Linked DNA regions of Mus musculus: all the other regions are linked to region 2. A link is a contact called in public HiChIP or PLAC-seq and promoter capture Hi-C data. All regions are on one chromosome and are shown on one strand. The core of a region is the stretch at or near the end of the contact, and the rest is flanking DNA. Distances in the headings are between cores, read along the strand shown.

The links. Promoter capture Hi-C pulls out the DNA fragments that hold promoters and counts their contacts. HiChIP or PLAC-seq counts read pairs in DNA pulled down with a chosen protein or histone mark.
Region 1: a promoter capture Hi-C map of cranial neural crest shows a contact between it and region 2. The contact joins the enhancer-like site here to the promoter of Atf2 in region 2. A contact is called at or near these places in 1 of 39 promoter capture datasets (cranial neural crest), 1 of 484 Hi-C or Micro-C datasets (embryonic stem cells) and 5 of 115 datasets of contacts at active chromatin or transcription factors (the 230-238 cell line, bone marrow-derived macrophages, embryonic stem cells and 1 more).
Region 3: an H3K4me3 HiChIP or PLAC-seq map of bone marrow-derived macrophages shows a contact between it and region 2, with 2.9 times the contacts expected there. The contact joins the enhancer-like site here to the promoter of Atf2 in region 2. A contact is called at or near these places in 5 of 39 promoter capture datasets (the 3T3-L1 cell line, the SN4741 cell line, cranial neural crest and 2 more), 1 of 484 Hi-C or Micro-C datasets (conventional dendritic cells) and 17 of 115 datasets of contacts at active chromatin or transcription factors (the 230-238 cell line, the NIH/3T3 cell line, bone marrow-derived macrophages and 9 more).
Region 4: a contact with region 2 is called in an H3K4me3 HiChIP or PLAC-seq map of the SCID.adh cell line, with 9 read pairs. The contact joins the enhancer-like site here to the promoter of Atf2 in region 2. A contact is called at or near these places in 1 of 39 promoter capture datasets (the HPC-7 cell line), 2 of 484 Hi-C or Micro-C datasets (B cells and Th1 cells), 6 of 115 datasets of contacts at active chromatin or transcription factors (the 230-238 cell line, the SCID.adh cell line, bone marrow-derived macrophages and 3 more) and 1 of 9 other capture datasets (liver).
Region 5: a promoter capture Hi-C map of cranial neural crest shows a contact between it and region 2. The contact joins the enhancer-like site here to the promoter of Atf2 in region 2. A contact is called at or near these places in 6 of 39 promoter capture datasets (the C10 cell line, the SN4741 cell line, cranial neural crest and 3 more), 2 of 484 Hi-C or Micro-C datasets (forebrain and stem cell-derived neural stem cells) and 14 of 115 datasets of contacts at active chromatin or transcription factors (bone marrow-derived macrophages, craniofacial prominence, embryonic basal ganglia and 8 more).
Region 6: an H3K4me3 HiChIP or PLAC-seq map of bone marrow-derived macrophages shows a contact between it and region 2, with 2.7 times the contacts expected there. The contact joins the enhancer-like site here to the promoter of Atf2 in region 2. A contact is called at or near these places in 1 of 39 promoter capture datasets (the HPC-7 cell line), 2 of 484 Hi-C or Micro-C datasets (Th1 cells and embryonic stem cells) and 8 of 115 datasets of contacts at active chromatin or transcription factors (the 230-238 cell line, bone marrow-derived macrophages, effector CD8 T cells and 4 more).

The regions. Positions count from the first base shown.
Region 1 is chr2:73,495,008-73,499,045 of GRCm38.p6, reverse strand. The region is part of intron 1 of Wipf1 (WAS/WASL interacting protein family, member 1); the gene reads left to right. Among named protein-coding and RNA genes, the nearest start is that of Wipf1, 32 kb to the left of the region's middle. Within about 2 kb of position 2,670, at least 69 of the 459 cell types and tissues checked have an H3K27ac peak or open chromatin away from gene starts, as enhancers often do. A contact at or near this core is called in bone marrow-derived macrophages and memory CD8 T cells, where this site is marked.
Region 2 is chr2:73,890,218-73,894,474 of GRCm38.p6, reverse strand. It overlaps Atf2 (activating transcription factor 2), which reads left to right and starts at 1,836. Exons shown (of 15, transcript NM_001025093.2): 1 at 1,836-2,000. Gm10822 (a long non-coding RNA gene) reads right to left here and starts at 2,067. Exons shown (of 3, transcript XR_003953852.1): 1 at 1,736-2,067; 2 at 1,438-1,564.
Region 3 is chr2:73,545,863-73,550,210 of GRCm38.p6, reverse strand. No RefSeq gene overlaps it. Among named protein-coding and RNA genes, the nearest start is that of Gm30940, 13 kb to the left of the region's middle. Within about 2 kb of position 1,515, at least 51 of the 459 cell types and tissues checked have an H3K27ac peak or open chromatin away from gene starts, as enhancers often do. A contact at or near this core is called in bone marrow-derived macrophages, where this site is marked.
Region 4 is chr2:73,446,897-73,451,376 of GRCm38.p6, reverse strand. It overlaps Wipf1 (WAS/WASL interacting protein family, member 1), which reads left to right. Exons shown (of 8, transcript NM_153138.4): 2 at 3,440-3,528. The coding sequence starts at 3,478. Among named protein-coding and RNA genes, the nearest start is that of Gm13707, 62 kb to the right of the region's middle. Within about 2 kb of position 2,101, at least 14 of the 459 cell types and tissues checked have an H3K27ac peak or open chromatin away from gene starts, as enhancers often do. A contact at or near this core is called in the SCID.adh cell line, where this site is marked.
Region 5 is chr2:73,606,319-73,610,685 of GRCm38.p6, reverse strand. The region is part of intron 1 of Chn1os3 (chimerin 1, opposite strand 3); the gene reads right to left. It overlaps Chn1 (chimerin 1), which reads left to right. Exons shown (of 13, transcript NM_001113246.2): 13 at 1-26. Among named protein-coding and RNA genes, the nearest start is that of Chn1os3, 12 kb to the right of the region's middle. Within about 2 kb of position 2,930, at least 48 of the 459 cell types and tissues checked have an H3K27ac peak or open chromatin away from gene starts, as enhancers often do. A contact at or near this core is called in embryonic limb bud, where this site is marked.
Region 6 is chr2:73,473,236-73,477,240 of GRCm38.p6, reverse strand. The region is part of intron 1 of Wipf1 (WAS/WASL interacting protein family, member 1); the gene reads left to right. Among named protein-coding and RNA genes, the nearest start is that of Wipf1, 54 kb to the left of the region's middle. Within about 2 kb of position 1,395, at least 49 of the 459 cell types and tissues checked have an H3K27ac peak or open chromatin away from gene starts, as enhancers often do. A contact at or near this core is called in bone marrow-derived macrophages, where this site is marked.

The sequences.
Region 1 (4,038 bases), core at 1,421-3,920, 400 kb after region 2:
CACTGTACTGTTTCTGAATTCCTGAGGACATGCGTGACCTAAAGGGGCAGGGAAATGGTAATGGCTTTATACTGCTAGCTTTAGGGCCATTTAGTACATGCTAATAGATGCCTGGAATAGCCAACCAGCAATCTTGCCTGACTTTATAGATGGCTTAGTAGTCACCATATAACACGTTGTATTTGCAAGGTCATGATCGAAGATCGCCGGTCCCATCAAACTGTGCTATACAACTGCTAGTTTTTTTCTCACAAAAGATAATCAGGGAGTTATTAACCATTCATTCATTCACTCATTCATTTATTCATTCATGTGTTTTGGTTCTATAATGCCCCTAGAGGGCTTGGTCCCCAGTGGTGTGCCCTTGAGAATTGCTGGAACTTTTGAAATGTGGAACCTATGGCCATTGCTCCCTTAGGCCATTGGGAATTATGGGATCCAGCTCTTCCTTATTCCCTTTTGCCTCCTGGTCTCAAGGTGAGTTCTGTAGACCTACTGCATGCAGGTGAGCTCTGTAGACCTACTGTGTGCTCCTACCATGATGTGATATTGCCACAGGCTCAACTTATAGGTCATGCATTGAAACCCTCAGATCTGTGAGCCCAAATAAACCTTAAGAGATGTCTGTTATCTTAGATGTCTGTTATAACAATGCAAAGCTAACTGACACATCTAGTTGATGAGTTAGCAGAGAGTTTGGAGCTGGGACACATTTGAAAGGTGACAATCCAGGTTCTCCTGCAGTTTTACAGCTTGCTTGGAAGTGTGTGCTATTGATATCTTCATTTATTGGTAACTGAAGGCCATTGCTTCCTTACCAATGGTAATAAATTGGACAAATGCACAAAAAGGCACTTTAGGTTTTTTGAATGATAGTATTGTTCATATCCATAAGCATTTAATATAATAATTATTTGTGGTTAATGGTGTCTTAGGGTTTTACTGCCTTGAATAGACACCATGACCGAGGCAGCTCTTACAAGGACAACATTTAATTGGGGCTGGCTTACAGGTTCAGAGGTTCAGTCCATTATCCCCAAGGCAGGAGCATGGCAGCATCCAGGCAAGCATGGTGTAGGAGGATCTGGGAGTTCTACATCTTGTTCCAAAGGCAAATAGGAGAAGCTGGCATCCAGGCAGCTAAGATGAGAGTATTAAACTCCCTGCCTCAGTGACACACCTACTCCAACAAAGTCACACCTACTCCATCAATGCCATACCTCCAAAGAGAGCCACTCCCTGGGCTAAGCATATACAAACCATCACAAATGGTTAACACTGATAATTTGTGAGACTGTGAGCATTGTAAAGTAATCTGAGCCCTTAGGGCAGACTAGGCTCTTGGGACCTGAAGTAGCTGGTGTTGCAGAGGCCCTTGGGCTGACGTGACGTGTCAGTCCTTCCTTATGGAACTGCATGAGTTACCACTTTGTTTATCATTGTTTATGAACGGGTACTTGAGCTGAAGTTTGAAAGATAGGATGTGGCTGATCACAGGGTACATGACTGGATCCCACAATGCTCAGTGACCTCAAAGATTTTCATTGCTTCTGTGTAATGAGAATTGTGGAATTTTAGTTTCTTTAGAAAAACCACAGACATATTATAAGAATATGTTTTCATTTTCATCCCAGATGTGAGGCTATGGATGCTGCTTTGCATCAGCTGACTATGATTTGCCTCGTGCTCTAGCAGAGGCATGGTTTGGCCAGCTGCAAATAGTTTCTGCGATTTCGTGACGTTTGGAATTCTGGGAACTTTTCAGAAGGTATATAAATGCTAGAGCCCTAGTAGGCGGGGTTAGTGGCTGTTGGTCTCTCTCCTATTTGGTGATAAGGGGTGAGACGGGGGCAGGGGATAAAGTGTGGGAAAAAGAAGAACCCACAAAGTATCGAAGACCAGTCAGACCTCGCTCTGTTTACTGTGTTTTTAGCCTGATAAGCAGCGTGGGCTTTGTCTGGCATAGCAACTCCATGGCGCATCCAATGTTGCTCACTGGGGCAGTCTCTGTAGGCTTCAGATGGTTCCATGCAGGCTATGTGACAATTACCCAGGTCCTCCTGGTGTGACCATCTTGCCATTACTTACTGTGTATCCCTCTGAGGAGAGCCCACAAGTACTCAAAGCGTAACTGGGCAGTGGTGGTGCACACTTTTAATCCCAGCACTCTGTAAGCAGAGGCAGGCGGATTTCTGAGTTTGAGGCCAGCCTGGTCTACAGAGTGAGTTCTAGGACAGCCAGGGCTACACAGAGAAACCCTGTCTCGAAAAGTACTCAAAGCACAGTCCTGAGTGAGTATAGGTTCGGTGCTTTCTTTTGGAATATCCCTCTTCTTAATAAAAACGTTGTCAGGAAGCACTGCTTAACAGTAAAGAAGAGGAATCTGAATGGCTGAAGTGGCTTGGTCATTCCTGAAAAGGTCAGGCTGGCTGTTCTCGCAGGTCTAGAAAATGCTTTCATACACTGAGACGCTAGGAAGATGAGGGTGTTGTAAATGATTAGAAAGGCTGACTTAGACGCTGGGTCAGCACCTTTTATTTTGCAGCACGTTGTGTGCACAGCATAGACCATTGACAGACTGAGTTAGAGTGTGGTGGCTCTTGGGAATGAGAGCACCTCTCTTCTCTACTGCTGGAAGAGAGTAATCTTCATTAAAAGATGTCAGCCAACTCTTTCCCTTGAGGGAGGAAGTTTATCTGGGTGGGAGGATGGGCTGTGGCCTGCGCTGGTGCCATCAGAATCCAGGGCTATGATCCTATGTGGGCGGGTCCAGGAGGAAGAAACTGACCCCTGAGCCAAGGCCCAGAAGGGCTGACAATCTTCTCATTCACCTTACTGAAGGGAACTGATTTTGGAGAAGCTGTCATAGGAAGGGTGCTCATCACGGAGCTGTAAAGTCACCGCAGCGGGGCTTTTTCTCAGCTGTCGTCAGAACAGGAAGAGCCACGAGGAGACGGGCTTCTGGTTCCACACCGTTCAGTGGGGTTAAAGTTCACGGGCCCTGCTGAGGTAGAAACACATCTGTTTAGTTAGTTTTGAGTTCTCTTTCCTGCCTGATGTCCAGATGTTTTTAACATCCTTTATGCAATGGTAAGTCAGCTGTGGCCCCAAGCGGAAACAACAGAATCGAGTATGCTTGTAAGAAAGGAGGCGTGTCACGCCACCGAGCATTATCTGTAAACTGAAGCAGACTGGGCTGGGAGGCATAACTACTCTCCTGGGGAAAATATTCAGGCCAGGTACTGTATCAGAGATTCTGCAGAAAAGGCAAGCCAGGATAGGGTAGACCTTTTAGACCGGCTAGTCTGAATTATTTTGGAGGACTGCAGGCTGTGGAGGAGGTCCCTATTTGCCTGGTACTTAGCTCTGGAATGCTAAAGGCCTCCTGGGTGTCTGGTAGAGGAAGTCTGGCTCTGCATTGGTGAGTTTGCTTACCAGGGGCCTATTCTTGGCTGAACCCTTGCCACCTTAAGAATTGCATAGCCCTAGGACAGGGTCTTCCTCAGCTAGAAAGCTTTTGCTGTCTTTAAGAGTTAAAACTTCTTAAACATGCCTCTGTGTTTGCGTATATGTATACACAGTACACAGATGGACTTAAATGGTTATCGGGTATGGACTCTGGAATATGAAAACTGGGCATCTTTGAAAACTGAAATCACGTCAGGTATGGCAGGACGCTGACACATCCCAAGAAGGCTGCAGATTCCTGGCTCATTTCTGGTCACTCTAAGTGTGTCACCATGGTATGAGAGGGGAATGGAGTGGCCATGACTATTTCAGTGTTTTCTTTCTCTTTCTGGCCAGAAGAGTTGTGTGTAGGCAATAAACACATTGCCCTGTACACTGCACAAGTAATCCTCCAGGCTCAGTCCACAGATGGGTTTCAGGTCCCCCTTTGGTTGGTTGGCTTGTTTTTTTTGCAGTCCATCATCATGACAATCCAGGGTAGTGGTAATGTTTGCTTTGTAACATTAAGTTTGTACTTTTAATCAGGCTAGTTATTTTTTAAAACCTTTATTTGAGCATCTTGTGTATTCT
Region 2 (4,257 bases), core at 587-3,086:
AATAAGTATGTTTAGGAGTAGTGCACCTGAACCAGTTATGGAATTGTAAAGGTCTGTAAAGGTCTGTCTCTTTCATTGTCATTACACTAATCAGTCGTCCTTCTTCTTGCCCCCAATTTTAAGGACATTACTTTGTGTGTATGAGTGTTTGACTGCATAAACGAATGTGCACCACATGCCCACGGAGGCTGGAAGAGGTTGTCCGATCCCCACCCCCACCCCGCTTTTATGAGCAGCTGAGCAGGTATGTGGTGATAGGAAACTAAACTTGGGTGCTCTGCAACATCAGCAAGCACTCCTAACCATCTGTCCAGTTCCTTCCCCCGCCCCGCCCCCTAGTTTTTTTGAAACCTACTTCCTACATTAACAGGCATTTCTTTGGCACTACAATTTATAGAGCAAAGGAAAATATTGTGGGAAGAATGCCTCTTCTCTGCTGGGTTCTCATTGGCGTCCTTTAGTCCTCCTTAAAACATTAACCAAACCGGACGTGGTGGCGCATGCCTTTAATCCCAGCACTTGGGAGGCAGAGGCAGGCGGATTTCTGAGTTCGAGGCCAGCCTGGTCTACAGAGTGAGTTCCAGGTCAGCCAGGGCTACACAGAGAAACCCTGCCTCGAAAATTTAAAAAAATAAAAAAATTAATACCGATCTCTTAAGCTTTAAATGAATGAAGTGATTCTATTGAAATTAATAATTTTAATTAATTTCTTAATTCTACGTCAGGTACCCTGGAAGTGGAGTTATAGACGGCTTAAGGGTTACTTGCGGATGTCCTGGAACTCACTCTGTAGACCAGGCTGGCCTTGAACTTAGAAATCCGTCTGCCTCTGCCTTCCGAGTGCTGGGATTAAAGGCGTGAGCCACCACGCCCGGCTCGCATCCAGTACTGTTAACCGCTGAGACATCTCTTCGGTCCCTGAAATTTGTATTTTTATATCTAACTAAGTAAAGGAAATTTGATAAAAGAAACACTCATAATTACAAGAATTTTTCTCTAGGAAAAAGATCGTTGCTTTGTTTTAAAATATGGTGACATGGGGGTGGAAGACGGTGTATTTCCTTTTGATCACTGCCTTTGAACATACTCGTATGTAATATACCATATACTTGACATAGGGTGGTGGGGAAGATCGGCTCCAGTTCTGGCTTAGTAAAATCCGAACAAAGAACTCTCTAAGAAAAGGTTTCTATTTTCTACGCAGGGCTGACTTATTTTGCTTCAGTGTGCACATGGGGGCGGAGGTGATGACTGGCAAACCCCGACTCTCCAAAACCTTAAGCGTAGCTCTCTCTCCAGCTCTGGCTTCTCGGTACACGGAGAGTGGTCCAGAAGCGCTTCTCCCTTCATAGTCTCATATCCCTAGCGAAGTCAGAAACCAATACGACAGAGACATCCGGCGCCAGGGCTGGGCTCCTTTAGGCTCCCCGACCTCACCTTTCTTCTCTCACACCGCCCACGCCCTCCTGCTCGCTCCTCCGCCACCTGCGCGCGCGCCCCAGATCCGGTGCAGCTTCTCGTGCCCGCCTCCCGACGGCTGCCAATCACAGCTTTCTGCAGTTCCCTGGTTACCGAAACAACGGTCCTTGGGCACCTTGGCCACGCCCCTTTGGACCTGCTTCCCGCCTTTCGTGCTTTTCGCCCAATCACTCGCGTCCGAGTGTTCTTTGGTTCCCGCCTCCCCGCCCCCGCCCTCCTGAAGACCCGCCCTTTTTCCGAGGCACGACGGAGTCACCTGACCCGCGGGCGCTCCCTCGGTGGAAAGCAGGAAGGGGCGTGTGCGTGAAGGGGAGGGGCGCAAGAAGAAAGCGGCAGGGATGCCGGGAGTGGGGCGGGGAGAAGGTTTGTCAGTCGGATCTCGCGAGAGAGGACGGAAGCCTGTGGGAGCCCGTGGCCTTTAAAGTGCGATTCAGCCCTCTCCTCCGGGGCTAGTTTGTAAACACGGCCGGCCTCCGGGCTCGCGGGTGGCTGGCAGGACCATGAATTAGTGACCTGGAAAGGTGAGTAATGGTGGAAGGGCCACGGGCTTGGAGGTTGTAGGGATGCAGAGGAAGAAGGTGCTAACATGGCGACGTCGCTGCCTGTAGTCTCCACCCCCCGCCTCCCACCCCTTTTGCGCCCCTGCTGTGGACCCCAACCCTACGGACGGCGGTGGCCGCGTTGCCGCCTCTGGTCTGGCGGAGCGACCGGACCGTTAGGTAACGCGCTGCGGCTCCGGCCGGCCCCTCCCTCGCGCGCTTTCCCAAGCCTGAGCGAGAAGGAATAACGGCTCTTCTCCGACCCCTCCCTCCGACTTCTCCTCTGGTGTGGTCACTTGAGAGGTCCCCGAGGCGCCCTTCGGATCCGCCCATCTGTCGGGGAGACCCCCGCCGCTAGTCCTTGATCGCGCTGCCCAGAGGGCCCACGCTGGGCTCCCCACCGGGGACTCGGGCGATCGAGGGTTTGGGATGGTGCGTTGAAGGATTGGGAAGCAAGGGTCTCTGGCCTCGGTGGAACGTGATGGAGCCAATGGTAATGGAGAACCTGCTGGTGGTCTCGGCCTTTTCTGTCCTTTCTGCCGCCCTCACACTCCCGCCGCCGCCACCCCCCCCTTTCCAGGTGGGGCGGGGCTGAGGTGTGGGTGCAGGTTGATTCTGCTATTCCCCCCCACACCCCATTTACTTCGACCGGTGTTCTGCAGAGCTTTTGTAGGAAAATAATCTGTGCCTTTTATTACCCCAGGGACAAGGAAGAGAGGTAGGGAGAGATGTGTGTATGTCTCCCCGGGATGCTCACTCATTGAACCAGACCTTGGAGGAGATGGGAACTATTTTTATGCACATAGGTATTATAAAATTGTCTCTTCTTTAATGGAGACTCTTAAACTGGGAAGGTCGAGTAAAACTACCACCAGTATAATTGAGTAAAAGGGATACTCATGATAGACTCTAGGCCCATCGACTAATACCTAGTTTACCTTGTGGAAGTCACAGTTTCTTGGGGATTATAAACTAGGGACACGTTCACACCAGATGCAGGTAATGCTGTTTTTAACATCTGACCAAACACGGACTGTTCTGAGCTCAGTTTGTCCTGTTTGAAGAAATTCTTAACCCTTGGCCATTGTCAAGTAATAACCGTTCCAGGAATACTACTCATTTAGCGCCAAATGGCCTGGGTCTCTAGCACCCAAATGGTAAGACTTTATAAAGGCTTATTTTAAAACAGTTAACTCTAGATGAAATAAGAGTCTTGTATTTAAATTTGCTAAACCTATTTGAAGAATCCCTGCAATAAACTTTTTTCAAAAGTATAGAAATATTTTGTAGAGTATGCTAAAAACATATCCTATATAAGCCAAGAAAACTAAGTACATGGATCTTTAAGGCCATCGATAGTTGAGTGATAATTAAGGTTCTAGGTCTTAAAATCATTAATAAATAATTGGAGAGATGTTTAGAGATGTTTTCATGGGTATTTTAAAATTTTAAAGCTATATTGTTTTGAAATGATACTATCCATTAAATATTTCATGACTAACATTAAGTCAAGAAATCTAGGTTTGTTTTTGTTTTTTTTTATTTTTAAGAAAACTTGAAAACTTGAGTTTTAATTATTATCTGTACTCTCCTAATCAATTATATTGCTAGATCTAGTAAATAACTTTACCTTACATGCTGTTTCCACTCATTTTTGACTTTAGTCTCTTCCAAAATGATATGTGTTTCTGTGAACTGGTATCACTTTCTTTTGTTACTCTTATTGAAATGCCCTTAGAAAAGTAAGTCTTATATTTAAAGCAAAATTTGTATTGGAAGCTGGGCGTGGTGGCGCACGCCTTTAATCCCAGGCAGAGGCAGGCGGATTTCTGAGTTCAAGGCTAGCCTGGTCTACAGAGTGAGTTCTAGGACAGCCAGGGCTACCCAGAGAAACCCTGTCTCGAAAACAAAACAAAACAAAAAAATTTGTATTGGAACCCTCCTTGATTAGAAGTCAATGAAAGTAATTAGATAATTCAATGAAAGTGATTGGATGATTCAACTGACCTGTATGAAATTAATACATATAGTACTCCCTGTATTAACTTGTAGCCTACAAAACCACCTGTCATATAGTCAATGGTTTTAACATTTTGTGACTATCTTATATTCACATCTATTTCTATAGACTGAAATCTTGTCTGAAATGGAACATGTTCTATGTTTGTTTTTAAGATTTATTTATTTTTGTGTTTTGCTTGCATATATGTATGTGTACCATTTATGGGCAGTGCCCTTA
Region 3 (4,348 bases), core at 266-2,765, 340 kb after region 2:
TGCAGGGTTTCATGTAAAAAAAAAAAATCCAAAAGAATTTTTCCAGAGGGCAGCTTAAGATTGTCAATAACAAGTGTGACTAGTTTTAAACCTTACCATTTTATTATAACCATTATTTTATGGAAACAAGGATTTCATATCTGTCTTGACCATATTCACCCCTCCTCCAACTCCTCCCTTCTCAATTACTTAGCTTCATGTCTTCATCTTCTCTTCCTCCTCCCTCCACTCCTCCTTTGTCGACAAGTCCAATTGTGCTGTCTACATATTCTTGGAAGTGTGGCCTTCTCCACTCACCTGAGGCCACACTCCTAGAGAAAACTGATTCTTGCTCTCAGTAGCTGACAGTTGGCAACAGATCCTCAGCTGGGATGAGACCTCACACCCAGCTCCCCACTCCATGTTGGGATTTCATGGCTTGGGCTTGCACAGGTTATTGTGCACGCTGTCATCAGCCACTGTAAGTTCACACATGCAGCTGCCCTGCTGTGTTCAGTAGACAATTTCCCTGTAGTCATTTGCTACCTATTGCCCCTACTCTCTTTCTCACACACACCTACGATCTCTGATCCTTAGGCATGGGGGCGGTGGGGGGGGGGGAGCACTCCATATGCGTTCCATTTAGGGTTGTATCTCTAGTTCTTTACCGTCTATTGGTAAAGTAGCCCACTGGCTGACCCAGAGCACACATTGGAATCACTTTTTTCCAGTTCGGACCTGACATTTTACAACCGAGAGACTTTGGCTAAAATGTGTGAATCAGGGAAACTACGACCTTTGTAGAGAAGCGTCTAGACCAGAATCCTTCTAGAGGCTTAGCTCCTGGAGTCGAGCTGGCAGAACCACACAGGCACATGGTGCTCCTTCCCTCTCCCCTGCCCTTGGCCCTGGTCAAGTCTGATGTATAGATCTCCCCGAGGGTCTGGTTGGGGAACATCCCTGCCTTCAGGCATGAACAGTAGCTGCTCTTACCTGCTCTCTGCTCTCGTTAAAGCCTCTTACAGGAGAGCTCAGTGTAGGTCCTGCCTCTGCAAAGCTGACAGAGACTGGCTTTGATAACAGGGATCAGTAAAACAGCAGGACATGAAGTGGCTTATCCATGAGCTGTTGGAACCATTTAGAGACATCACTGAACTCCACTGAATCATCTATGATCTGGATCAGACCATGATTTAGACTCTCAGATTCTATGTTTGTGGGTCCAGCTTACACCTACAGGACCAAGGCTGGGCATGCCACAAAAAAACCTTTAACATCCAGAACAGCCCCACAACAAAGAATGGTCCTCCCCTACACATGAGCACGTTGTTGAGCAAGTCATCTCTCTGTTGCCTAGGAGGATATAAGAACCATTAAGAAATTAGACTCCCTGACATAGCAGAAACCAGAAGTGCCCAGCATGAGTAAGGGAAGTGTCAGGTAAAAAGAAGTGTTCCTGTCTGGTAGAGGGGAAGTGGGGCTGTGCCCTCCAGCATGCCCTTCACTTTCTCCAGTGTCTGGATGCAGTTGTGTGGTGTGTCTGAGTGGCAGTAGGGGAGTATGTGGCAGTGGCTTTGTAAGTTTTAGAAGGAGGAAGCAGAAAGGGCCCCAGGGTTTCCTGAAAGCCTCCTCGCCTCCTTCTCTTGCTTCACCTTTTCAAAGGCTTCCAAACCAGCTGTTGTACCTGGCCATGTGATTTCTGCATCCTGCTGAGATTTGAGCCCCCTCCTCCCACTCTAGGAAAACCATGAGAGAACAAGATAGGTGTTGTTTACAAGAGTGTAAGGACCCTAGAGTGTCTGAGGCCTAGTGAGAAGAGACAAAGGACTTGAAAAACATAAGCACTTCCCACATGCAAGCTCTAAATTGCCACATGTAAAGATCCCGCTCAGAGGGCTGGCTGGTCATGCTCACACCACCACCCTAGCGTAGCTTCTTGGTGCCCCAAGAACTCTCAAGTACCTCACTTGGATGCTCCAAGACATGGTCTGTTTTCTTCCTCCATAACAGCACTACATGAGGAAATTTCTAATATCCACATTTTGTAAACAAGGACATCAGTTTTCATGAGAGAGAAACAACTAACCTAACGCCACACTGGAAGCAAGAAAGGGCAATGCCAAGACAGAGGGACATGTCTATCCAACCCCAAAGTCAAACCTTGGTGACACTGTAAAGTGGGCAGTGGTGGACCGGGCACCTCACCTGCTCCGGTGGCTTACCCCCTTCACTAGAAATGGTCTCTTTCAGATTTAGAGTCAATGCTGAGCTCACGGTGTCCCCCACCGTTAGCTGAGAGGGGAGGTTTTCCAGGAGGCATACAGAGAGACTGCTGTTTTTTTGTGGGAAGGCTCTGGTAATCCCAGGCTCACCAGAAGGCGCTGTGAGAACAGGCTGTGAGTGGCCACAGGGATAGGTGCCTTCCCTTCAGCCCCTGACAATGCAGTACGCAGGCAGAAAGCCCAGGGACGTACTGGGCTATAGCTCAGTGGGAGAGCACCTGCCTAACACATCTAAGGCCCTGAGTTTGAGCCCCACAATCACCAAAACAAAACAGCCCTGAAAGGCAGCGGATGGGGAAGGCTCTTCCTCCTAGGAATCCTGTATATGACCATAACATTTTATTCTGTATTTGTTCATACAGTACACCTAGAATATATACCTATTATCTACCGAACAAAATTCTAGACCAGTGGTTCTCAACCCTGTGGTTCATGACCCCTGTCATGGAACAACTCTTTCACAGGGATTGCGTAAGACTACTGGAAACCACAGATATTTTCATTAAGAGTCATAACAGTAGCAATTCGCAGTTATGAAGTAGCAATACAATAATTTTTTGGCTGAAGGTCACACAACCGGAGGAACTGTATTAAAGGGTCACAGAGATAGGAAGGCTGAGAACCACTGCTCTAGGGTCACACAAGCTTCATGGTGAGAAAGAAAACCTATCTGTCCTTAGGCAGCTTAAAGTCTCGTGGGATATCCAGGTAGACAAACAGGGTAGATGTCTGACCTCCCAGACCTGGCTCCCCCTCCCTTTTTCCTTGGCCTAGAAAGGTTTGGGTCCCCTCCCCTTTGGCACTCATGGTTCAGCTCCCAGAAGCCACGTTCTTGTTGGACAAGCAGTAAGAAGCAGGTGCTCCTAGCAGCGCAGAGGCAGACCTGAGTTCACACCATGGTCTCAGGTCAACACACGCCCACCAATAAGGCTAAAATGAGCTTTCAACACCAGCTTGGCTGGACCCTGGTGCACACATCCTCCCTCTACACGTCGACATCCCTGTGGGCTAGGATACCCATTGCTCTGATTTTAACGGGGTGGAAACTGATACTCTGAGCAATGAGGAGGCTATCCAGGTTGCATATTGCTCCTTACTGCAGCGGGTGCTGAGCCAGGGCCCCGGGGGATGATACATTATTATCATTTAGGCACTGCAATCCTGTCATCCTGTGAAGGAAGGGTTTTATGGACCACAGCATAAACACAGGTCATAAGTGACTTGTCCAAAGTGACAAAATCAGTTACTGGCAAACATCTCAGGCGGCTTCTTCTTCTTCTTCTTCTTCTTCTTCTTCTTCTTCTTCTTCTTCTTCTTCTTCTTCTTCTCCCCGTCCTCGTCCTCCTCGTCGTCTTCCTCCTCCTCCTTCTCCTCCTCTTCCTTCTTCTAATATGGAACAGAGTTGATTTAGGACATGCAGGGGCGATTTGAGAGGGTACTAGAGACAGAGAAAGACAGAGAGGGAGACAGACAAAGAGACAGAAAGAGGAAGAGGAGGAGGAGGAGGAGGAGTGGAGGAGGTCGGCCATGAGCACGTGGCAGGGTGGGTGGGGGGAGCGGGAAATGGGGAAAAGGGAGGAAGAGGGTAAGGGAGTAAGAGCCAGAGGAGAAGAGGAGATGTCTCTGGCTTCTTTATCATTATTTTTCTCCCTTTTATTTTATGCCTATGTGTGTTTGCCTGTGTGTACATCTGTGTCCTGTATGGAGGCTGGAAGAGAGTATCAGACACCCTGGGACTGGTGTCCCTCATGGCTGTGAGCTGTCCTGTGGGTACTAGGAACTGAACCCAGGTCCTCTGTAAGAGCTCTTGACTGCTGACCACCTCTCTAGTTCTAGCATTTTTTAAAAATTCACTTTTAATTGACAAGTAAAAATTATACATATTTCTGATGTACAATATATGAATTGCCAACTTATTTAACATGTGCATGTCTGATATACTTATTAGTGTGTGTGTGTGTGCATGTTGAAACCCTTAATCCCTGTTAACACTTCTCTAATACAATATGCTGTCATTAGTGATTATCGGTGATCTCCAGGCCCTCTCCATAATTCTTCAACTTGAACTTACTTAGGAATCTTTTAAG
Region 4 (4,480 bases), core at 852-3,351, 440 kb after region 2:
ATTACAGAGTGTTTTGTTTTAATGATCACAGCAGCATTTAATATATGCTTAAAAGGATTGATCACAGGTAAAATATTTTCCTTTCTAAGTGTTTTGACCTTTTTAGAAATAAATCTGGTGACATTTCAGCACATATCACAAGGCTATACTTGAGATGATAAAATAAACATATTCAGTATGTTGATTTGAGTGCTGTGTGTGTGTGTGTGTGTGTGTGTGTGTGTACTGCAGATTGGAGGCAGAGATTAATCCTCTTGGGAATACTAAATGTGGTGCTGAGGATTTAGGGAAACGTCAGCTTTGAGGTTTGAGCCCTTTAAAGAAGGTACTTGGAAAGGAGGGAAGATGCAGGAAGAAAATCGGTTTCACTTACATGGATAAAGTATAGGATTCCTGGTCCTTATCCCTTAAGCTAAACCACAGGTAGCTGAGTCACCAGCCAAACTTCATGCTCTTACTTTTAGAGGGGTCTCGGATGTCTACAGTTTCTGTTAATTTTTAAATTAAATATGTAAGATAGTAGGTTAGAATACACTCTCCATGGTAACCTCTGCTTCTCCAGAGGAAGTGTAAGTGTGAGTCTGCCTCCCAGGTTCTCCACACTCAGTTTTGCTCTGGAGAACACTTTTAGGTCCGCAGGCTGTCACATGCTCTGTCACCGAGCTATATCTCAGCCCTAAACTCCCTCCTTATCCAGAACTCTGAATGCAGCGTGTCTGAGTTAGCTGTGGGCCCTCCGCGTGCCCTTCCCTCACCTGCTGCCATGAGAAAGAACAACCCTAGTAGTCACTGAAGCTGTTGTTTCAAATAAGCAAAGAGCAAGTGCATTGTGGGAAGTGGAGGGTCCCGTGCGCAGCCAGTGTGGGTTCCACTGAACATGAGTGGGGGCAAACCATCACTCCTGGGGACTCTGTGAGCTTTGTTTGCTTTGCCTTCTGTATCCTTCTGTCTGTCTTGTTTGGATTGCCTCTTTGCTGGAGCAGGGACCTTCAGCTCAGGAGAGGCGAAGTAATTAGCAATAAGACCAGCAAGCCTTTCTTTCTGCCAGGGTAGTAAAAGTCTCTAAAAGAGAGAGGTCTTGGGGGTGGGGTGGGGGGATGTTGCCTAGCAACTGGTGTCATAAAATAGAAACTACAGGCAACTGCACCTGTGAAAAGATTGTGTGAAAGAAACAGGATGACTGTGGTTTACTGTGAGCATCAGTTTTCCCCGTTGAGTCCTTTTACAGGAAGTTGAAGAACAAAGCCAAGTTCACCTTAATAAGTTTTAATGGTTTTCAGATTTTAAAGACATCCAACACTTGGTTTGCACGGTGGAATCTCTAAAGAACAAAAATCAAGAAGAATTTTTCCAGTAGGACTCTCAAAACTCTGAGCTTTTTAAAAAATTCACGATTTTAGCAGCAATTTCGTATTACTAGATAGTTCTATGTGCCTTCGAGTGGATCTACAGCTTCTGGAATGACCTGTATATTTATTTATTTTTATGGTTGTAATAACAATGTGAATTTAAGACCTTTGACTCATTTAGACACTACTGAGTTATGTGTATTCTAAAATTTCTTAATTGATCTTTCTTGGCCAAATTTTGGGGGTGGGGGAGCGAGGGGGAAGAGGGAGAGGAAAGGAGAGAGGGAGACAGGGAGAGGGAGAGAACACATTTGCCCAGCCTGAGGGTGGGGAATGGGTGCCTAGGCATGCATGCTTCTGCATTTATAAGCTAGCAGAGTGTACATCAAAATAAGAACTATTTCTGGCTGTTATTTACCCAAGGTCCCTTTTAATCTAAAAGTTAATTATTACCGAATTCTTTTTTTTCTGAGGACAAGTAGAACTTTGGGTGTATGTTCCTGCTGACTGCGATTCTCCACAGTGCTCTCCTCAGAATCAGGGGAGAAAATAACAAAACTAAGTTGGAAAGGAGCCGGGCGCACACAAAAAAAATCATGAAAATAAATTAAGGATGTTATTTATAAACTGTCATTGGACTTAAATGGAAACTGTAGAATGTAAAAGCCGTAGCAAGGGTGGGCGAGCAGTGGGGCCTTCTGTGTCTTGCTTTGTTCCTTTGATACCCACCCCCATCCCTCCACACACAGAGCAGATAAACACCCAACTATTGATTCAACCCTTCCATCTTATGTAGCACAGCAACTTCCGGCAATATTTACAGAGCAAGATGCTCTGAGTTTTCAAACAGCCCACTGCAGTAATAAACCACAACTGGATAAAGCCACTTCCAGCAGTCTCTCATAGAACTCCTCTACCCCAGGATTAAAAAGGAATGAAAAAAAAAACTTGGAAAATATGTTCCCTCTCAGGATCTCTCTGTGGCTCTGGCTAACCTGGGCTTGCAACATCGACCAGACTCACTGTGTAGACCTCAGACTTGCCGTGTTTTCCTGCCTCTGCCTCTGCCTCTGCCTCTGCCTCTGCCTCTGCCTCTGCCTCTGCCTCTGCCTCTGCCTCTGCCTCTGCCTCTGCCTCTGCCTCTGCCTCTGCCTCTGCCTCTGCCTCTGCCTCTGCCTCTGCCTCTGCCTCTGCCTCTGCCTCTGCCTCTGCCTCTGCCTCTGCCTCCTAAGCGTTTGGGTGCCCCACCACACTGGGCGAAGTTCTGTTTCATAGTTAGCTCACTTTGAAGGCACTGGGTCCCCAATGTCCTCAGACTGGTTTAGAAGCAGGTATGGGAACCTATTGGTGGTGTTCACAGGGAGCAGGCTGTCCTGCCATATTTCAATGAATGGTTTGTCTTAAAGTATAAATTTTCCACATTAACTTTTTAGTGGTTGAGCCAAATTAATATTTAAGTGCTAAGAAATTGTTTTCTGCAGTTGGACGAGACTATTAAGAATAAAGGAAAATAATTCCTGTGTTTGGAATTTGGGCATAGTGTTGCATAGACCTCAGGTGGTTAGTGTCCCAGGTTGCTCACCGGAATAAGGCTCAAACTCTCTAACAGAGATTCTAAAGTTTCAGCACTTTTAGAACATTTAGAGATCTCATTAAAATGTTGGACCAGTTCCAGGGGGGGGGGTAGGAGGCGGGAGAGCAAAAAGGATTTTATGCAAATGAGTGAGGAAGAGTAGGTGCTGCTCGAAATATGTTTGACCAGACAGGGATGCTTTCTAGTAGCTTCCAGAAATCCTGCCTGCTTCTGCAGGCACAGGCTTACATCTGCCGACACACACTTACAGCGCCGTGCAGGGACAGAATTGAGCAGTGTCAGTACTGGTGTGACAGTCACCCCGCATCTCCAACTCAAATGTCCACTCTCACCAGGGTCCCTCCTGAACAGTCCTGCCAGGGTAACTGAGGGAAGGGTAGTGCACCCCATCCCCTCTAAAAGGTGTCCTATGTTACTGTGGAAGAGAAGTAGGGAGGTTATGACAGACAGACTGTTATCAAGCCGTCTAATGCACCAATGTGTTCTGTTTTTACAGATTTACCTTCAAGACTGCTGAAATTTTAACTACCCAAGATGCCTGTCCCTCCCCCACCAGCACCCCCACCGCCACCAACATTTGCACTCGTGAGTATATTTTCTCTATTCAGGTTTTCTAAAAAAAAAAAAAAAAAAAAAAAAGACATACAAGACAGCTTTTTAGAAAGCTTTTTGCTGCGTAGTCCAAGCTGGTCTGCAACTTGTGCCTTCACCTCCCAAAGACTGGCATTATTTCTGTGCATGACCATACAGTAGATTTCTCCCTTCATCCTGTGCATGAAGACCACTGAACAAAGTCAAGTGCTGGCAGGTGGTTGTGTCATAAGTGCATTGGCATCCCGCATAGGTCTGCTTTGCCAGGGCCCAGTCTTTTCCAAGGTTAGCACCTAGTTGAGACCTGTCAAATCTAGGTAACAGAAAGAATGTGTTTGGTTCAGGGTCTCCTGGGATCCAAGCTTACAGGCCTGGAGTGTGGATTATTAGTCTTCATCTACCAGATCTATCAAGGCAAATGTGATGGTAGCTTAAAATAAGGCTTGGCGGGACAGTTCTGGAGCTCGGAAGCAGGATGCTCTGCCTCCCCATTCAGACGAACGTAATGCCTGAAAGCGAGGGCTCTGCAAGGCATCCGACATTCTCCAGCCTCACCTCTTTCTTCTCTGCCCCATCCCCTCTCTTTACACTCTGTTCTCGACAAATGTTCCCCCCCCCCCGCACTCCCCCCACACTCTCACACCCCTCTAAACCTGTCCTAGATGACCGTGTCCCAAAGGCTTTCATCACTGGACTCCTCCTGCTCCTTGGAAGAGCCTGTTGGGGAATTTTAGTACATTCACCTGCAGGAAGGCTCCAAGACTCACTTCGTCCCAGAGCCCCACCCACCACGTGAGCCTTTGCTGCTTGGGAGCTGCACCCTGATGACTGACACTTTCATTTCTTGTACTGGGAAACTGAGGCTGGGGAAGAAAAAGTCTCCTGCTCCAGGTTCCCATGGCACACTTTTATATAACTCTTCTGAGACCCTGGCCTACTAACAATT
Region 5 (4,367 bases), core at 1,681-4,180, 280 kb after region 2:
TTTCTCTATAAACTGGGAATTGTATGAAGCTTTGAGCTGCCTACTGCCTTAGAGGTGGGGACTCTGTTGCCCAACCTGGCCTTCAGCTTGTGGCTTGAGCAGTCTTCCTGCCTGGTCCTCCTGAGCAGATGGGACTACAGAAGTGCATTGTGGGGCTTGCTATAGGCCTTCACCCCAAAAACTTCCATGGAAGTGGCATGAGTGCTGGAGATCTCTTGGGTTTGTTGTTGCTTGATTTATTTTATGTGTATAGGTGTTTGCCTGCATGAATGTCTGTGTACCATTTGTGGAGACCAGGAGACATCTTTGGATTCCCTGGAAATACAGTTGTAGATGATTGTGGGCTACCTTGTGGGTGCTGGGAATTGAACCCAGGTCCTCTGCAAGAACAACCAGTGTTCTTGTTCTAAAGAGCCTCAAATGAGCACTTTTTATCACTCAAAATTGCTAACCTACCTGATTCCTCCCAAGAGCCATAGATCTGTCTCACACAAGTGTCAGAGATGTACTGTGGAGAGTCAGTGGATACTTTCACAGGGAAGAGTCTCAGAGCCCCAGACCTGTATCACTCTATCTAGCCCAGCTTTACAGAAATGCCCTGGCCCTGTGAATCTGACTGGGGAGATACAGCAGGCGCTGTCCACACTGGGGCTCTGACTTGCTGACAGTAGCTGCCTCATGTTTCAAGCGGCTGATGTAGGTGGGCCTTCTCTTCTGACTGCCCTAACTCCCATGCCCCAGAACCAACTGTCCCCTCTACAGCTGCAGGAGACAGCCCTCTGTGGAGTCAGCTTCTTACCACATAGCATGCAGCAGCCAGAGCCTGTTCAAAGTCTTTCTGTAACTTCCTTCACACTTAAGGCCACGTTCCTCACCATGGCTACAAGGCCAGCTGTCTCTGGACCCACTCCTCTAACCACATCTTTGTCACCTGAGCCACTTGGGGAGCAATTTTTAGCTCCCTACTTCAAATCCCTAAGTTTAAGTCTGAAGTGGGACCCAAGAATTTGTATCTCTAACTACATGCAGGTGATGCAGATACTGACCCAGGATCTTGCTCTGGGAACCACTGCCCTGGGACTTCTAGGGTCTAGCTGTCCCCTAGATCACTGCAGGCCAATGAAATCCAAGGGTATGTTGGCAAGTCCCGGACAGACAGCATCCCAGGCGATTCTAATGGTCCCCTAGTGCTAGCTGTGCCAGCTTCATTTCCTCTGGGTATGTTACAATGCACGAGGAATTTGCTTCAAGTATAATCAAATAGCAAACAAGGGAGAAACAACTGAGATTCTACACAAAGAAACAAGGAGGCAAGGCACAGGCAGGCACACAGGGCCTTGGAGGGAAGCAGTAGTTAATCAGTGGCCAAGGATTAGCCAGTAGAATAGCATCCTAGGTCATGGTCATGGCGTGACTCACTGGTTTCCACCTGGCCCTAGTGATTCAGTGTAAGAGCACTGCCTGGATTGCAGCCATTGTAGGGGTTGTTGGCTCTGGAGTGCTTTGGCATTGCAAAGGGAAGTCCTTTGAACTCTTCGAGGAACTGGCTAGGCATGGAAAGACAGTCTCTCTAATACATGGAGAATAGAGAAAATAATTAGTCCAAAGTCTGTGCTTTTCTCCAAAGTCACTTGCCCCACATCTGACTCTGTCCTCAATACAGTCTTATTCACTTTTGATTCTAAATTGTACAACTCACTAAATATAAATTGGTACTAAGTCAGAAAAAAAGACATTAGATTTTGTAGAAATCAGAATGAATCACATAAACACCTTATTAATTAGAACCCTTTATTAGGAGACTATAGAGGATCCCTAGAAACCACTGAAGGACATCCTTATGTAACAGGAATAAACTCAAGGCCCTGACACCCCAACAGTGGTTTTGGTAGAGGAGATCAATAGCTTCCAGAATTCTTCATTCCCTAGTTGAGACTAAAGACTATGAATTGTTCTGAGAGCCATCTGTGGGAGCTCGTAACTGGTACCCCAAAGTGAGAAGTGAGTTGATATACTCCTGCCCTTGTCACGAGGTTGTGGTTGGTTAGCACATACTTAAGACTCCCCTTCAGATCAAGGTCCTCTGAAAGGTGACTAAGTTACACGGAGGGGAGGAGGGAGGAAGTCAGGCTGGTTGGTCTAGGTTGCTGCAGACAGATTTCTTCTACACCCCCCCCCCCCGCCCCGTCCCTCTAGCTTCTCAGATCACATAGCCATCTGCAAAGGGAGCTAGAGGCTTTCACATTGCAAACATATACGGTTTCAAGTCTGACTATGGGTTATAGAAAGAAAAAAAAATCTCCTTGCCAGTATCCCATGAGCCACCATTTTTTTTTTCTTCTTGTTTTAACTTTAGAATGGGGAGAAACAAAGGACTGGTAGAAGTTTGTTCTGAGGAGTTTTCACAAGCAAGGATGGCCCAGGGCCTACCTACTACACATACTCAGACACACACACACACCGATCACTCCACAGGTGGATGTTAAGGAGCCTACCAGGGACCCAGCAAGGACAGGCCCCACTTTGCTTTTGCTTGAGATATAGAGAAATATGCCCACCACCACCCCCTCCCTCTCCCCTCCAAAACCTGGTCAAACACGAGGTAATACAGGTGATAAGGTCCGTGAGATCTGACAGCAATGCTGGAGCTTTTCCTGTGCTAAAACCTGGGCCCAATCCCCCCAAACAACATGCTCGTCTCAGAGCACAGCCAAGGTTTTCTATGGTGTTACAGGAAGAGGCCACAGCTTGTAATTGGAAGCCAAGCTTACTGGTTATAAACACCACATTGTGAGCAGAGGAGAGCACTGCCGACCATCCAGGGCTGAACCCCATAATTGCTCAAATTGAAGGCCTGCTCTTTCATACGCACAACCACCAGACCTTCCCTGTGGTCAGCAGGGGAGGACGGCTGCAGGGATGATAACTAGGTCTTGAGTCACTCCCACAGGAAAGAGAAACCCCAGGGAGGGTGAGCAGACTGCTTCTAGGCTGCTCCTGGTGCTGACAGCAACCAGGGAGGAAGGGCTTGTTCCAAAATGGCCAGAGTGGGGAACACTGCAAATCTAAGGGGTCAGAAGTCTGTTCAAGAGAGCGAAGCATTAGGAGGGTTAGTGTCACAAGCATTCCTGGGGTCAGAGCCCAGGCCCTGTCAATTCGAACAAGCTAGATTCAGCCCCTCATCATCAATAGGTCAATTAAAAGACAATTGTGAAAAAAGAGATCTATGTGGCCACATAGAGAAAAGGGGAAAAAAGGGCCCCCATAACTCTCCGACTTCAGGGCCCTGACTAAGGCTTAGTTCTAAGCAGAGGGAAGCAATGTGCACAACTGTCCAGCTCAAGGTGTGGTCAGCTGATCACCCAGCTCCAGGCTCTCCTGCTAGGTGGTCAGATCTTCCAGGAAATGAGCTGCTTCTCTGATTGGTACCAGGCTTCAGTCTGGCCTCCTCCCAGCCTGAGCTTCCTGGGGGGAATTCCAGTTCCTTAGGGTGCATTGTCTGTCTGTCTGTCTGTCTGTCTGTCTGTCTGTCTGTCTGATAGCCTGCGAGAGGCCAGAATGACTCTAGAATGTCTTTATTCCCGCTGGTCCTTTACAGCAGCTTAGGGTTTGCTTGTTGCTGTATCAAAGACTGAACCTAGAGCCCTGCAGACAGGCAAGTTCTGTACCACTAATCTACGTCTCCATCTTCCTTCCTTCCTTCCTCCTGCCCTTTCTCCCTCTTCCCATTTCCTCCTCCTTCCCACTCCTCTTTTTCTTCCCTTTTTGAGGCAAGGACTCACTAAGTTTCTCTAGGTAGCATTTAGCTTATTCTGCTTACCCATACTTGAGACCCACTGCGGGCTTCAGCCACTCTGGACCACTGTATCCCTATCCGCACTGCCGAGCCGGGCCTGCACTGGGCTCAACCAAACCAAGGGCTCCATGCTCTTGTGATTCTCACAGGAGCCTGGTGTTCCAGTGAGCAGTATTTAGCAGCTCTAACCCCTTCCCAAATGTAACCCCACACTCAGATGCATGAGCCCGGGACCTAGCTTCCCTCTCTAAATGAAACTAGGAAATCAAAATGGTAAAGGAAAAGGATTTGATTACAGTTTAATCCAGGGAAGAAGAGAGTCTTCAGCCATAGCTTTGTGATGAAGACTGTAGTGGGTTATAGCTAGCAAATGAATCCACTCTATACTTCCTGGTGGGCATGCTCGCGTTCCTTGCCACACACCCAATGTTCTGGATTCCCAAACAAAGGACACATACACAGCCTTATTGTTAATATACCCTAAACAGCTCTGTGGCTGGGCCACTCCCATCTCCACGTGGCTAACACACACTCCCCTCTGATATTCCCGAGTTAATACTTTCTAAGTCTA
Region 6 (4,005 bases), core at 146-2,645, 420 kb after region 2:
TGAGAACAAAGCATTCCTGTGAGCAAGTGACAAGAGATTTCCAGAGGTCTGGGATGGCAGAATTGAAACCTGCAAGCGTGTGTGGGGAGTTGACTGGTTCTGTGGCTCAGCCTCCTCCACAGTAGCTCAGGCTATTCCATACTTGCTGGCAGCGTGGCTACAGGGGTCGTGACTATGAAAGAAACCGAGGTAAAGTGCCACTCTCCTCCAGGGAGGATTTAGGTCCCTGTTTTCAGTGGCCCCAGCTTTTAAAAGAGAAGAATCCTGCAGGAAAACATTTATCTCCCCCTGTTCCTTTTTTATTTGTTTGTTTGGTTTGGTTTTTTTTCGAGACAGGGCTTTTCTGTGTAGCCCTGGCTGTCCTGGAACTCACTCTGTAGACCAGGCTGGCCTTGAACTCAAAAATCCTCCTGCCTCTGCCTCCCAGGTGCTGGGATTAAAGGCATGTGCCACCACCGCCCAGCTCTTCCCCTGTTCTTGTTTTCTACTTTGTATTAGGAAGGTGGCTATTGCTTCAAACCAGGGCTTGTTTGCTAACGCAGATTGCTGAAGTCCAGAGTAGGTAAAGAGTCCCTAAAACTGAACTCCCGGAGTTACTCACCGAGGCCAAACATTTGCCTTTTGCAAGGGAAGTCTTCAGAGTTGGATATATTTCTGAGTGGACCACAAACCCACGTTTTTAAAAGAGAATCTTTGTGCCCATCCCCCAAAGCACCCAACTGGCTTTTAGATGGTGTAAGATAGACTGTTTACTTCATATGAAGAGGCATTCTACCTGAAGTCTATAAACTGGAGAGAGAAATGGTGCTTCTGGGGCTGGTGAGATGGCTCAGTGGCTAAGGGCACTTGCGGAGGACCTGGGTTTGATTCCCGGCACCCATGTGGCTCTCAATTGTCTGTAACTCCAGTTTCAGGGGATTCCGTGCCTTCATCCATGAACACCAGGCATGCATGTGATGCACAAACATACATGCAGGCACCACACTCATACACATAAAATAAAAATGCAAATAACTAAGGAGGAAGTTTCGCTTCTCTGTCTTTACTAGCCCCTAGGAATTTTGCATTTCCTTGGATTGTGAATGTAGCCAGCAAAGTGAGGTAGAATTAGGGACCCTTGTGACATCATCTCGTGCAGAAAATTGTAGATGTTGTATGTCACCAGGTAGCTGGCGACTTACAAGACAGTGTCCAGTGATCCAGGTCCCTTGAAATTCAAGTTCTTCTATACAACCCTTCCTTCAGACCCATAGTCTGCGATATGACAAGCGTTTGTTGGTGAGCTGCCCTGCCTGTGGAATGGATTTATGATTCACTTTGGTGAAGGAAGTATACAAAGAGGAAGGGATGCCCTTCTGAGATCAAGTTGCAGAGACTTCCGCTTCCATCCTCACTGTCTTTTTCTCTGAAGAAAGCCAACCACAGTGTCATGAGCAACTATCCTATAGAGAACTAAATGCTACGGAGCTAAGGGAGGCATTTTGCCAACAGCTGGGGGAAGATGGGGAGAGGGGGTTGGGCTGGGGAGGGTGGAGACTGAAGCATGAGAAAGCTCGGAAGCAATTTCTCCCTCTGTCAAGCCTTCTAGTGAGATTACAGCCCTGACTGAAACCTTGGCTGCAGTCCTGTGATAGATAGTCAAAGGCAATATAGCTAGGCTGTGTGAGAAGATCTCTGCCCCATGGGTTCTGTGATATAATGTAATAGCCTTGGTTTAAGTGCTTGTGGGGTTCTGGGGTAATTGATTACACAACAGTAGATTAATTGGTGCATATTACAATTGCAGACATCTCTATATATTGTTGATGCCCATTTCCACTTTGAAGAACATAATAGCCTATCCACTAGATCTTGCTATTCAACACACGAGGAAACACATACTCTAATGTATAACTAATTTGTTTTAAGCCGGTTTGATACCATGAAACTCCCTCATTGAAATTTCTCAGTTATTAAGGTCTTCAGGGCTTATGGATAAACCAAAATTTTTTTAAAAATCCAGCTAGGACTGGAGAAATGGCTCAGTGGTTAGGAGCACTGACTGCTCTTCCAGAGATCCAATTCCTAGCAACCACATGGTGACTCACAACCATCTCTAATGGGATCTGGTGTCCTCTTCTGGTGTGTCTAAAGACAATAACAGTGTACTCATATACATAAAATAAGTACATTAATCTTTAACAAAAGAAAAATAACTAAGCTAACAAGAAGAAGTATTAGGAGGGCATTGGCAGACATTACAGCTGTTTCTGCCATATGGGAGTTATAGATAGAAGCCGAATCTCCAAACTTAATCAGCTCCGAAAACTCTGGAAGATGAATAGGAAGGTGGTCGCGCCCTTGCAGGTAGAGCTCACAGCCGAGCTGTCTAACAGCTGCTGGGAGTGAGTGCTGACCAGCTAGCAAAAAGGACAGTCTGAATAACAAGCCATGGGTAACAGTGTCACGGCTTGACGTGGGAGGGTAGAGGCATGGGGGGAGGGCGTGTGCCCTTCCCCTCTGGACTCTCCTTCTGTAAAGATGGCGTCTGCCCTTCCCTCCCCAGCGCTGAGTGCCTCCATTTTCCTGTTGGTGGTTTAGAAGATGTTTTTGAGAACTATGGATAAGCAATTCTTTATTTAAACAATTATTAATTAAAATATTCCTTAGGGAGAAAAACATTGTACCACATGAAATTCAAGGCTGGGAATGGTGGCCCATGCAAACATGTCATCCCCTGTAGCCCAGGAGGTGGGGACAGGAGGATAGAACTTTTCTATGGAAGACCCTGTCTCAAACAAAACAAAACAAACAAACAAAATCATGGATGTAGTTTTACATTTTATTAGGAAAGTGTCCAAATATGTACTAAGATTTCTTTAGATTAGATGAAAAATAAAAAGATAAAAAAAAAGTAAAAATTGGATCCCATTACAGATGTCTATGAGCCACCATGGGGTTGCTGGGAATTGAACTCAGGACCTCTGGAAGAGCAGCCAGTGCTCATACCGCTGAGCCATCTCTCCAGCCTGTATATGTAACTTCTTATAGAGGATGACATGGTCTTGGAAATGCATTGTGGGTGATGTCATCATTGTGCTAACATCACAGAGTGCACTTATACAAAAGGCAACTGCGATAAGCAGGATCCAACAGGACCATCATCATCTCTGAGGTCTTGTCCCTGACTGCAATGTCATTGTGTAACTCACGACTCTGTTATTTTGGTAGTGTGGAAGTGACACAGAATTGTGTAGTTAATTGTAAGTGTCTGAAGCTGGGAAATTATCCAGAGACTATACATGTCTGAATACTATGAAATGGTCCATTGAGGAGCTGGTGAGATGCTTCAATAGTTTCCACAGATTCCTCAACAGTTCTACACAAAGGTACGGATTCCTGAACACTGCCTGGCCCCGGACACCTCTCCAGCTTCACCTGGCACATAGGTTTCTCCCCAGGGCTGTTGCTAGCCATATCTGACAGTACTTCATCAATGCCCTCTCCTTCTATCCCGGCTTCCTCTAAGTGTAGGCACAGTTCCTCCAGGAAGCTGCCCCTCTCAGTTGCTCAGTAGCATCTATGGTACACTCTGCATAACCATCACAACCCAGCCAGACATGTTATGATTATGGCTCATGCGCCTTCCTCCCCACCTCTCTCCAGAGTGAGTACCTCACTCCTCACTGTGGTCCTCTCCTCTCCTTCTACCTCAGTACTGACACAGGAACTTGCCGTTGTAGCAAGTTAGTTAACTGCAGGTTGGATGAGTCCAGTGGATACATGCTGACTATGTCAATGGTGCGAAGAAAAGAAACTTGTAAATTCAAGAGTGATCTTGCTGAATAGAGTATAATTTAAGATGTTAACATTTGCTTTTTCCTATAAAAGAATTCTTTCTGATTTCATACTTGAAGACAAAATAGAATTTAGAGCATAACTTCTTTTGCAAATACATCTATATAGTCTTTCTTCTTATCTCGCTAACAGTGAGCTGCTCCTTCTATTAGGTTGAAGTGCCAACCT